Linked DNA regions of Zea mays: region 1 is linked to region 2. Evidence: chromatin contacts called from public Hi-C data. All regions are on one chromosome and are shown on one strand. Each heading gives the region's core, a stretch centred on a gene start, on an enhancer-like site or on the middle of the called end of the contact. The rest is flanking DNA. Distances are from core to core; before and after follow the strand shown. Region 1 holds the start of LOC100272530 (callose synthase 11). Region 2 holds the start of LOC100275241.

Region 1 (6,876 bases), core at 3,609-6,108, 670 kb before region 2:
GACGCGATGCGGCGCTGAGTTGGGAATCATGTGATGGGAATGGGATGAGCCGTTTGCGTTTGTTTGCTTCAGCTTTTGCCGCTGCGAATCGCGCGCGGGGTTCGCGGCGTTCGCGGCCGGAGGGATGGCTTGGCTGGGGTTTTCGGCACGCGGACGTGCAGGCGGGGATCATGGCGTTCGGGGCGGCGGGGATCGATCGGGGCGGCGGGGCGGTAGTTGGGGTTTTCGGCATGCGGGCGTGCAGGCGGGGATCGTGGCGTTCGGGGCGGCGGGGATCGCGGCGATCGAGGCGGTGGTTGGGGTTTTCGGCAGGCGGGCGTGCAGGCGGGGATCGCGGCGATCGGGGCGGCGGGGCGGTGGTTGGGGTTTTCGGCATGCGAAGTGGATGGCGGGGGCAGTCTACAGTTCGGTCATAATAGTTGTAGAGATTTATTTATTGTACCTCCCTCCCGTCTCTCTCATTTTTATTCCTTTTGGTTTCATATTTATTCTTTCTACTAGTGTATTACGCGCGCTCATGCGCGCGTGGCGAAGTGAATATGTATAGAGCGATACTGTGGTGGATAGTGTGCTATGATGGTGATTAAGCAAGTAATTTTGGTTGTAGAATAGATAAATGTTGTAGCACACTTAACACAAACTTGAGAGTAGTTTGATAAGACATGTATCATACATGAAGTTTGGTTGTAACATAAACATACAGTGCAATATTCATTAAAAAGAAATTATATGTTTTATATGAGGTGCAATAGCATACATAAAACAAGGCATGTTGTTTGTTGTAGGAGGTTGGTCGTATGTACACGAAAGTAGATTGCTTTTTGTCAGCATGGGAAGCTTTGTAGGCACACAAAATAGAATCCTGTGAGACATAAAAAAATGTTAATTGCGGTTAGATTCTTTGTTTGGTACTCAAGATGTTGGTGTATCATTTATATAATGTAAAATTGAGTAGTTTTATGTATTTTAATTAGTATGTCAATGTTAGCAGTAGTATGATGGGAAAATTTGAAAAAAAAACCTATATGTTAGGAAGGGGAAATTAGCATGTCAATATTAGCAATAGTATGATGGGAAAAATTGAACATGTAGGTAACTGTGAATATATAGTTTAGGAAACATGATATAAGTGTTAAAAATGAATATTAGATGTGCATAGCAAGGAAGTATGTTATCCTTTTTTTTACATTCCTGTTGTAGTACGCATGAGTTAATGGGGTATCTGGGTTGAAGTACCACTTAATTATACTTGCCCTACATTAGAAGCAGCATTGTTGGTTTCATGTTTAATAGGAGAACTAATGCAAAAGTGAAACAAAACATCTTCGGAGTTTAACCTTTAAATTGTTTAGTTAAATAGTTGACAAATAATATGATTATAGGCTTGCTTTCTTTGTTGTTGTAAACCTCGTCAATAGAAAAAATGTGTGTAGTCCTCCCATAGTGTAATTTTTAAAGGTGTATCGTTGATGTAGTAGATGTAAGAAAAAATATGTGACGGTAAAAGCAGTATCAAAGAGTGTTGTGTAAATCAATGCAGTAGCTATACGTTGTGGTGATAACAGAAATATACATACCTTATGTCCCTAATAAAAATGACTCACTACTTGAGTTGTTGTGACCAGCAATGGAATATATTATTAAAAGTCAACTACAATGCTTCAAAGTTAGCAAAGCTTATGATGTGCATATACAAACGTCACTGAAGATCTTAATGTGCATATACGAACATGACTGCAGTACAGATGACAAGAAAAATGGAACAAAAGAAATTAAGGAAGATACGATATTCAAACAACTAATCATATCATTCTATAAAATAGGATAAGGGATGAAGTAATTACCTCACTGATGTTGTCCTTGAGGAGCAGGGGTACTACTTAACGCTGGAATGAAGAAGCCAAAGGACCAATTGAATTGGTTGTCAATTGTTAACATGGTAAAGCTAGAAGGCATGTTCGAAAACAAAGCTCGCAAAATATAGGAATGGTTGGTGTAGTGCTCATCTTTTTTACAAAATTAGGTGGGCCATTGATATTTGAGCAGACTGAATATTAGTTGCACTAATAATAAGAAGCTATTCATGAATCTGTAAAATCTAGGAAAAATTGAACTGATGAAAGCAAACCTGGAATAGTGCCACCTAAACTCGGCAACATGCTGAATCTCACACACAACCAGATCTCAGGTCTGATTTCGACGACGGTCACAAAACTGAGTGATCTCTATGAGCTAAATCTGCCACAGAATTACCTGTCCAGCCTGATCCCTTCGGATATCAGCAAGCTACAGGAGTTGCAGAGCCTGCTGGACTTGAGAAACAACAATCTCAGTAGCCACATCTCTGAAAGTTAAAACTAAAAAATCTAGAAGCACGAAGCAATTAGTCAAGAAAAGAAGTGTCCCACTATAGAATCGAACTAAGATGCAGTCTTAACTTTTAGTTTGACATGTATTAGCGCCATTCTTTCATCCTGGTCTACTAATGCCTCTCTTTTAGTTCAATAAAATGAATAGTCAAATTAGATGAAAGCGGATATTCTGGGAGAGGAGGTGAAGGAAAATAAGGAAGGGCGAGTAGTGTGTACTGCGTAGTAGCAATTTTTAAGATATGTATAGCTCATCTGATATGACATCGATAACAATGTTTGATCAACAAAACTTCAAATAGAAAAAATACCAGTACATGTTGCGAAAAAATATGGGGCATCGCTTGTATCGCAATAAAATACCATTATTGTAGGCCACAAAGCTTGAGAGCATGTGTTAGACAGTACAACATGGAAAGGGTTTTAACAAACAACCATAATTAGTTAATAAATTCACTGCATTATGTATCTTGTTGAATGGACGACTGCCCAGAAAATAGTATGTTTTTATACATAGTTGGCCAGATGGCTATTGTTGCGATCATTCTTCATTATTCTATATAGAATGCATGTCAAAACATAATTGTGCAGTTTTTTATTTTGAACAGTCGTAACAATAAGAAACAAATATAAGAGTAAATGAATATATATGTGAAAAAATGTATAGGTGCACACATTTGCACCGAAACAAAAAAGAACATTTCATTGAAAACATATATAATGTTTTGGAAAAGGAATTATACAACTAATGCAAATTTAATTAACAAAAAACTACGTAAAGAAAGAGACATAATTCTAGAAGTAAGGTTCAAATACATACATATCTTCCAGTGAGTTTTTTTTCTTTTAGAGTGAATAAGTTGGTCACTAGAGTAACAAAATGGTCGTTTGATAGAGAGGAAAGGGAAACAGTAGTTGTGTAATTCCTCACAATGAAGAAACACACACACTAATGTAAGTGGTTCAGAGATGAATATATATGTGGAAAATGTATAGGTACACACATTTACAACGGGAAAATGCACAGTTCATTTAAAACGTATATAATCTTTTTTAGAAAATGATTTGAAAAATTAAATGTAATTTAATTAATAGAAGGCTACGTAAAAGGAAGAGGCGTAACTCTTGAAGTAAGGTTGAAATACATACCTATCTTCTAATGAGGTTCTTTCTATTGCAGAGTGAATAGAATAGTCATTAGAGTAATGAAATGGCCATTTGACAGAGAGGAAAGGGAAATAATAGTTGTTTAATTCCTCGTAATGAAGAAAAACTCACATTGATGCAAGTGGCCAAGAGAATTCAGTGGTTCCTCGCATGGAAGAAAAACACACACCCTAATGAAGGAAAACACACACCCTAATGAAGAAAACACACTATTGACAAACACAGGTTTCAGAGGATTGAGTGTGTAAAATTGGGTAGAAAACATAAGAAGCGTTGATACACCCCTGTGAATTTTTAAAAAGGAGCAACCTTTATTACGAATCGAGATGTGCATCTTCTGATATGAAGTGGGAATGTTTAGATAAAGAACATTTTCACATTTTCATAGGAAAAGAACCCTGTAGGACTTGGTGCTATACAAAATCAGTACCTTTGGGAGGGAGATGCATCAAATGCGACTTGAAAGAGCCCCACCGTAAGAAGCTAATATGGAGGGCACTGGCATGCAGATCTTCACGCAGTATATATATAGAAAAATGCAACAAGGGAATAAGTGAATGCATACATGACTTAATGGGAATAATTAAAATAAGGGGTGTCAATGTATTATGTAAACGTACCTCTTGTAATTGAAGTCTAATTTTCTAAAAATTTAGAGATGCTTTTGCTCAGTGCGCAAGGGACAAACCTGCAGAGTCTGTTAGAAAGTATGGTATTAAGCGATCGTTAATCTCAGTAAATAAATATAGAATGGGCACATTTGTTAGGAGCAAATGTGGATTTCAATTGTCAATATCCAAATTCAATGGCACAGTCGGTTAGAAAGTAGGTTAATAAGCAATCATTAATCCAGTAAACAAATATAGAAAGTGGAGGGGGATGCGGCAATATGAAGGGCACGCGCTGGCCGTGGACCGTGGTGGAGCACGGCGGCAGCAGCGACCCAGCCACCGGTCGCGTCCTCACTGGCTCCTAGCTGTGGGACTCGTCCCTGGTCCTGGCCGCCTACTTCACAGCGGACTCCCCCACCAGATGTTGCATCTGTGGTGCCACCGTCTTGGAGCTCGCTGCTGTACGCGATGGAGGATCCGGAGTCTGAAGCGGTGGCGACTGTCACCGGAGCCGCGAGCGAGCGGGCGGGGGAGGGCGGGGGTGGAGGTGGGGAGGGAGCGCACTTACATGGACTTTTGGACCGCCGACGGAGGGAACCGGAGTCCAAAGCGGCTGTCGCCGGAGCCGCGGGTGAGCGTGGGGTTTAGGGGAGGAGGGAGCGCGAGATGTGCAGGAACAGACAGTGCGAGGAGAGAAGAATCGTCACCTGGAAGTATCTACACGGACGCACGGGAGAGAATAGAAACCAATGATGCACGATCCAACGACTAAGAAAATTTTGCCGACGTGGACGCATGTGAGAACAGATTTCCTTTCTGCTTTAATAATAAGGAAATATGGGACACCGACAATGATCAATGAAATATTGGTTTTTACATACTTATCTCTGTTCTCAAATATTTATCACTCACTAGTTTATTTTTTTAATTAAACCGCGACAAATAAAAAAGAACAAAGAAAGTAATAAGTAGTTGTAATCGTATTTATTACAGTGCTGCAAACAAACAAATATTTTATTAAGGATGGATATCTTTTTCTATTGTAATTGAATTCCTTTTCACATGGAGCAAGTATAATTCCATGGACCTAGAACGTTTGGAACGTGAGAAAAATATCCTGCTCCTGTGTTTTTATTGAAGGCTTATAACGATTTATATGAAATTCCTCACTCCAAACAGACCCTTTTTAATAGTTTAGGGAGAAAGACACTTTTTTCGCGTGGAAGAAATAGTGGCCTAGCCGGTGTCTAGGCCCATTGCAAGCAGACGTGTCCTTTTGAAATCCCTCTACTCCACCTCGGACCTGGGCCTGGGTCTGGGCCTGCGAGGATTTGAGGGCAGCACCTTGTTCTGGTTCTGGGCCAAAATTCACCACTGTTGGCCTCTTTTCGATGCTGAAGAAGGAGAGTAATACGGTTACCGAACAGACACGGAGATTGGCACATTTCTTTCATACTTTCATATATATAAAAAATATCAGAGCTCATGTAAAGGTTTTGCAGTGGACTTCATTCACCAGAAACAAAAGGCAAGGTTCTCCTGCTGCAACCCGCCTGGCGGGCGAGAATACGCATCGAACAGAGCAGATGAGCGAACAAATTCCAGAAGCCATCATACGGAACAGAGGTGTCGCGCTTCTGGGTCTGGAAAGAAAACACAGGGCGCCGTCATGCCTCGTGCCACGCCACTGACCACAGCAGCCAGCACGCAGCATGAAGCATCCAGCTCGCCAGTCACCTAGCGTGCGAACGCGTTGGGCGAGTCCAAATCGTCCTGCTCCGTCCGCCGATGACCATCGCCATGCGGTCGGTGGGCGGGGTCAAAGAAAATGAGTCCCGCACTCCCGCTTCGCATCATCGCCACGTGCCGCACGAGTAAAGGACGGAAGGGGGAGAAGCTTCCATCCCCACCGCGTCGTGCTCTACTATTCTATGTTAGAAGATATATAATAACTAGATGAGTGCCCGTGCGTTGCAACGGGAACGTATAATAATACGATAACTTATGCACAAATGTGTATTATATTGTTATGAGAAAATGTTTCGAAATCCATTGTGATCCTAACTATATATAAATTTTGTTATTTTAATCTAGTTATTTCACCATTACATTGCAACCATTAGTAACATATTGATCTCTATATATGATTTTAATAATGTCATTGAGTTATAATGACAGCACAATTAAGGAAGTGTTATTTACAACTCAAATATCAGAAAAAGGGTACTAAGAAAGCACGGAAATTAGGTAATTAACTCTATCACAAGAACCAAGTGAACAATGAAATATCTCCATTCCAGCAAATAACATGATAGCCTAAAATTCGGAAAAAGATCAATACAATGTTGACCATATATCATGGCTATCACCATTGTCATCATTTATCATGCATGGATAATATCGATCACATCGTGCACCTCCAGCATGCATTGAAAGCTCTGTTTCCACCCCTAATGATGAAGAGGTCAAAGCAGAGGCCCTTGACGGAGCAGACGTAGTGCGCGGCGACGGCGCGGGCATACCGGATGAGCTTGCCGCACCAGGCGAGGCAGAACTCCATTAAAGTGTGGCTAGAAAAAAGCTAGAGCTCAGAGCGGCTTATAATATTGAATAATTCTATGGATAATAGGGTCGTTTCTTAGTTTTTAATGATAAATTTATGATACTTCATAATTTAGATTACTCATAATATTGAATGATGATGGTATATTCCATATTTATATATTTTT
Region 2 (6,276 bases), core at 3,617-6,116:
CTGGCACACGGCACAGTGAGCACCACCTCCGGCCACCGTCACCGACGGCATGGACTCCACCGCAGCCTTTGACGCCGGCGGACGCGGAGCCGCCGCCTCCAGCCGCGAGAACTGGTCGAGCAGGCGGTGGAAACCGGACCCCATGAGGAGGTGCTGGACGTCACCGGGCAGCGGCCGCAGCCCTTCGCCCGCGCCGTCGTCGTAGTAGAGCTCGAACCCGGAAAGCGATCCGCCGCGGAGCACGATGACCGGGTTCATCGTCCCGCGCCGGCCGCTCCCGCCGCCGCCGCGCGGCGGCGGCTGCGTAAACTGCTCCAGGAAGCCGCCATCGCACTCCGGGCAGACGACGGTGGACGGAGATACCCTCACGAAGCGGCTGCAGCTGTAGCACCAGTAGGACACCGGAGACGACGCCATCCCCGAAATCGAAGACCCCGACCAAATCAGAGCCGGAAAACTCGCAGGCTCACTGCAGCCGCAAATCGAAGACGGCGGACAGACTCAGATCCAAGAAATTCCGGGGAGCGAGACGCCGAAATCCCCAAATCGAACGCCGCCGGTTTCGAATCGGGGCTTCGGGTGAGGGGAGACGACGACAGGGGAGGGGAATTGTGAGGGTGGGTGAGTGGGTGGGCCGGTTTTATGTGGGACGGCGTCTGCCGCAGCTGTGACGTCGCGGGTGACGGAGACTGCACGAGGAGGGCGGTGATTGGGAAGGTCACGCCGTTAGCCAGCTGCCGGAGGTGACGTTGACTGGTCTGCCGGCCGGGGAAGTCAAGGGGAAGAGGCGGGGAGTGGATCGGCGGCGGCGGCCGGCGGGCGGGGTGGGTTTAGCAAACTGCCGCGTGGATGGAAGGGAGACAGTTTTGACTTGAGCAGGGAAAGGCGTCAGGTTTACATTTATCGTGGTTTTGGTTTGACACCGGCCACCAGTTTAAAACTGAGAAACGCTACGATGGTGCAAGATCCTTCTGAACCTACCGAGTTTTTTTTTGTTAAACACTGTTCTTATCTATCAGTTGCCTGATTTTTTTAGTCCCTCCAGGCGATGTATCACCATATCTTGTTTTTACTTTTGGTGCATAATCAAAATCTGTGTTAAAGTTGTTGTGTCTGCTTCGAGTTTCTATCCGTTAAACAACCGTGCCTGCTCACCTTTTTTTTCTTGGTCATTAATTTTACACTTACTCCTATATATTAGGCGTCTAAATGTTGTTGCACAAGTAGAATATAATCATATCATTTTTTAACTACGGATTGACCTCTTGTGGTTTGTCATTTTAATTGCTAACGGGTAAATTTGACACCATTTGACTTTGTAAGTTGTCCTCTTTGATGTTAATTGTTTTTTTGTCATAATATATCATGTCTTTGTCTTTATCTAACTATATAAACAATTATAAATACTAATTATTTCTGTGCTAACATATAGTTGAGTTTTGTCCTTGCCTAGCTATAGAAACACTTAAAATTTGTTGATTTCTTTGGTATGAACATATACCATAATTTTGACCTTGTGTAACTATAGAAATATATATCTTTATTGTTTTTTCTGACAGCACAAACCAAATATTTTGTCATTGTTTGAGACTTTGAGGCGGTGGGCGGATGACTGGTCGTGTCCTCGCCGCTAGGACGGCCGGAGGAGGGATGGAAGCGACCATGCACAGGTGACGCCGGATGCGAGCAACAGTCACCAAAGGTTGGAGGCGATGATCCAGCCATTCAATCAACTTCGACGTCAGTAAAGGGTCTCATGAGAGATGATTACTTTTGAGGCACCTATAAATTAGCATCTCCCTTAGTTAAACTTGTGAATCGCAACCCATATTAACATATCGCAAACCAAAAAAAATGGACGCTGATACATTGAATTTCTTTGAATGTTAATTCAGTATCGGAACATTCATGGTTTGATATAATTTATTTGGTTAAATATGGAATAGCTTGACTTCGGAAAAAAAAATATTTATATTTTTTATAGAGATGTATCATGACTAAACACTCCGCATTCAACTCTGGTAAAAGTAAAGAAAATCACTTCAAATATTTATAGTTATATAAAACTATGGAAAACTTTTTCATCGTTGATTTGGCGATACCGATCATGTTTTTAAAATATATGTAATGGCCGACCAGGTTTCATAAGTTTAACCAGCTGTAATCCTAAAATAATCTACCTTCAATTGGAACCAAAGTGACTAAGGGGGTGTTTGGTTTGCCCCTCCTAAAATTTAGCCCTTATCACATCGAATGTTTGAACCTCCGTTCGGGGTATTAAATGTAGTCGAATTATAAAACTAATTTCTCAGCCGAAGATTAAAAAGTGAGACGAATCTAGTACAGTTGGTTGGGTCTATATTTCATACTCATATTTGAAAGTCAAACGCTTGATGTGATCCGGGCTAAACTTTAGTCCACAGAACCAAACACCCCCTAATTAACTCTTTGCTTTTTGTGGTCAACGTTCTCTTAAAAATTCCTTTCTGGCCCTTGAAATATATTGCCGTAAGGCATCCGCTTTTGCTTCTCGGCGAAAGCATATTCGCCGCTATAGATGGTTCTGCGAATGGTCGCCGTTGCTGCAACAACTTCGCTTCCAGTCACTTTCAAATCACTACTAGATGCTCATCGGCGAATACAGAGTCAAAAAGGTCTCCTTAAGCTATTATATTATTTTTTTCCCTTAATTATACGGCACATTTTCTGGTTAAACAAAAAAACCCGTAAACCAATTACTGTATTTTAAAAACCCCAGACCAATTGACCTTCACATGTACAGGAACAAAATAGCCAGATTCCAAAAGTCAATAAAGTTTGGCATGTGCTCCACGTCAGGGGTAGATAGGTCAGATCTACACAACGAACAAAGAAACTTCAGATGCTGTCATGCTCAATCAGTCATGAATACACGATACATAACTCCTTGTCTGCGAAGAAAGGGAGAGCTGACAAGAAGCTTCCTCCCCATTCCTTGTGGTCTAGCCACAGCCCACAGCCTCTGCTATTCCAAAGTCGATGAAGCAATTTCAACACCATCAACTGCAATCACACCCGGGCATTGGTCACAAATATAGATGTCTTGACGTTCAATTCAGAATAAAATGATATCACCTTCATTTTAGAAGAAAAATAATCGATACAAGACACATCTTTAAAAAACATGTCCATTCCCAATCACCAGGCTATGCGGAGGCTGCAAATGTCCATACTCCAAACTCCATAGACCATAGTCCAGCAATAGGTAGGCAAGGTAGCCAGTCCATTCCCACCTTCTCTATATATCCTCACAGCTCACTTGGCACAATTCACAAAGGAACGATCAAGATATTTTGCTCTTCTAGAAGAATAACAAACAGAAATTTATATAATATTAAATGTAGATGTAGCTTCTGTTTCCAAGGTCCCTATCCAGAAGTCAATGCCTAACCAGCCCCAGTTTCAACATGCAAGCAACAGAGAAATATAAGATACAAGATTTCAGTTTCAGAGTTATTAGTGTATATTGCACAACAATTCAGGCAGATTTGATGTTAATAATATCAAATTCATCCAAAGTGCCGAGGTGTTCATCCCCCCAACACCAGTAACAGCCCTATCACCTTTTGGTGTGAAAGGCACCATATATGAACACCCCAGAAACGCAACTGATCAAAACATGTTATTACTGCAAGATTCAGATTGAAGCACGATGTGGTTCAAGTGCGACATAGAATTTACGAAGCATCTGTTGTACAATAACTTGTTACTCACAAACTTGAATAAATGAGAAGAAATCAGGCTAATTTGAACAGACCTAACAAAAGCAAGGAGCTAACCAGTCTTCATAATGACATAAAACCTGAGAAAAGGACATGTTGAAGACAGTAAGACACATGCATCTTAAGAGCATTATTAGCATAAGCAGCACACATAATGTGCATAAAATTAATTCGAGCGGACAGAGTAGCTAGGCAAAGACTAACTTAAGTATACAGTATCATCTAAATATGGTAGATACATAGCATAGGTGATCAGCTATAAGGTCGGATTTCACATGAGGAACATAAACATGACAGCTGTGTGCAGTATCATCTAAGTAGATAAGATCAGTTGTATGATCAGATTTCACATGAGGAACATAAACATGACAACGGCCAGCCTCGTACAGGAAATATGGTTTATTGACGAAGGGAGGTGCCAGCTGCTCTAACTAGTAACTAATGCATCCTATGCCAAATGTAAGTCATTTTAGGATTCGATCAGGTAAAGCTTTTGTTAACTGGTCCATCAAATATTAAAAGTGGTACATATTGACCACCGTGGCCGTGACGCTGTCGTCGTCGGCGGATCTCATCGCGGCCTCCGCCTCTTCGAGAGGCAACTCCGCATCCCCGGCCATGGCAGCAGCAGCAGGGCGTCCGCGCCGCAGTCCATACCTCGCGAGTTGCGGAGTACTCGAAGCCCTTTTCCCTCCTCCCTACAACACATTCCTAGCAGCACGGCTCACTGGCTCAGCGGCGCGAGAGGCAGGACACAGACCGAGCTCACTGCTGCCATCCCATCCCCTCCCTCCACGGCGCTCGTGGATGCAAATGAACAGTCGAAACGAACAGCCGAAACAGAGAGGGAAGAAAAGGCCCTGGGCCGTGTCAGAAAACCTAACCTGACCCGGTGCAGCACGGGCCGTTCCGGCCCACGGAGCAACCGCTGCGTGGGCCCGAACAACCTAGTAATTTCCAGAGAGATCCGTCCCTATCCCCAACCTTCCTACCACCACCACGTGGTGTGAGTGTGACGGCATTTGGCGTTTTGGCTATACAAGAGTCATCATCATCATCGCTTCCCAATATCCAGAAGTGTAAGTATCTCGCGTCGCCGCGATCGAACACACACATCACCAGCTTTGGGAGCCGCTGAGAGAAACCGGACGCGCGGTGGTTTGCTTTCGCCGGAAGCGCCGTCGGATTAAGAAGCATAAAGGGAGGAGGACAGATGGCGGGGGATCGGCTGAGCTGGGCGGGGCTGCTCAAATGGAGCCTCTCCTACGTCGACGGGGCGGGACCCTCTCGCGCCGTCAGGTAAGGGAATGTTGGATTGCTGGCGAGAAGTCAGCGCATGTCTGCTTTTCTCTTTGTAGACGTGGCTGAAGCGCGTGTTGGTTTTCGGTGGTGCCAATCAACAGAGAGGAGGAGCGGCGGTGGCTGGCGGACGCGGTGGAGCAGCACATGATGATGGACGTGGTGAGCCGGATGAGGGAGATTGCGCTGCTCATGAGCACCCCGCCCGCCGTCCTGGAGGCGCAGGGCATCACCCACGACGACATCGAAGGTATGGGTCAATTATATTGCATGATTGCAGGATGCATTTCCCACATCTCCTGCTTAAATTCGCTGAACACGCATGCTAGTGTTGGCTTCTACGCTTAGATCTTTCAGTTTTAGCGTTGCAAGTTTAGTATTAAAACTATGAATTTCAGTTAACACATAACAGCGTTTGTAGTCCAACGGTTAGGATAATTGCCTTCCAAGCAATAGACCCGGGTTCGACTCCCGGCAGACGCAAATTTTTTTGTTATTCTGGCTCATAATTTCAACTCTAGTCTGGCCCAAATTGCTTCAAAGTAATGGTTATAGATGTGGAATTGGGCAGGCATTTTTTTTTTGTTATTCTGGCTCATAATTTCAACTCTAGCCTACCCCAATTTGCTTTGTTATTGTTGTTCCGCTTTACATCAAGGAACAGTAACGCTTAGACAAATGACCCTCCCTTTACCAAAAAATATGAAAAGATTGGTGGAGATATATTTCTATGCGGCTTTTCGTTGTACTTGTGTTCTTCTTACCTGATTGTTTGAAGAACTGACATCTATCTAATGGTTATACGCATAGGCATGTTTTGAGCCCTGTTGAGTGTAACAATCTGCAAGTTGAGGGGAAGCAGATTACAGTCTGCCTATATAATCTAGAATGTTGTTTCAACTTGCAGATTGTAACAGCCTTCAAGCTGACTATGTGGACCTTAGTTGCATTTAGTTTCAGATGTCATTTCTCATACCTGATGAATACTGATCTGCATGCTTCGGAAAATTCCAGATTTGCTGAGTGAGCTGCAGGTGCATGTTGAGTCTATCGACATGGCAAATGGTATGTCCCAGATTCATGTTCAATTTTTCCCATGTTTTGTTATCATTTCATTTATATTTCACAAAATCTCATGTTTCATATCTCAATTTGCAATCGACTTCTAGTTTTATGGCCGTAATCTTTGTTTAACCCCACCCTTACCTCAATATGG

The links. Hi-C and Micro-C count contacts between places; a contact is called where the count stands out from the background.
Region 1: a Hi-C map of tassel shows a contact between it and region 2, with 3 times the contacts expected there. The contact joins the promoter of LOC100272530 here to the promoter of LOC100275241 in region 2. A contact is called at or near these places in 2 of 25 Hi-C or Micro-C datasets (ear and tassel).

What each region holds. Positions count from the first base shown.
Region 1 is chr1:40,348,799-40,355,674 of Zm-B73-REFERENCE-NAM-5.0, reverse strand. It overlaps LOC100272530 (callose synthase 11), which reads right to left and starts at 4,858. Exons shown (of 6, transcript XR_004853101.1): 1 at 4,716-4,858; 2 at 4,157-4,233; 3 at 1,845-4,047; 4 at 1-862.
Region 2 is chr1:39,679,724-39,685,999 of Zm-B73-REFERENCE-NAM-5.0, reverse strand. It overlaps LOC100275241, which reads left to right and starts at 4,866. Exons shown (of 6, transcript NM_001149376.1): 1 at 4,866-5,060; 2 at 5,165-5,310; 3 at 6,075-6,125. The coding sequence starts at 4,975. It overlaps TRNAG-UCC (transfer RNA glycine (anticodon UCC)), which reads left to right and starts at 5,472; the gene lies at 5,472-5,543. LOC109943141 (a long non-coding RNA gene) reads right to left here and starts at 4,602. Exons shown (of 2, transcript XR_002265829.3): 1 at 3,115-4,602; 2 at 2,647-3,042. It overlaps LOC100216907 (putative RING zinc finger domain superfamily protein), which reads right to left and starts at 590. Exons shown (of 1, transcript NM_001143293.1): 1 at 1-590. The coding sequence starts at 417.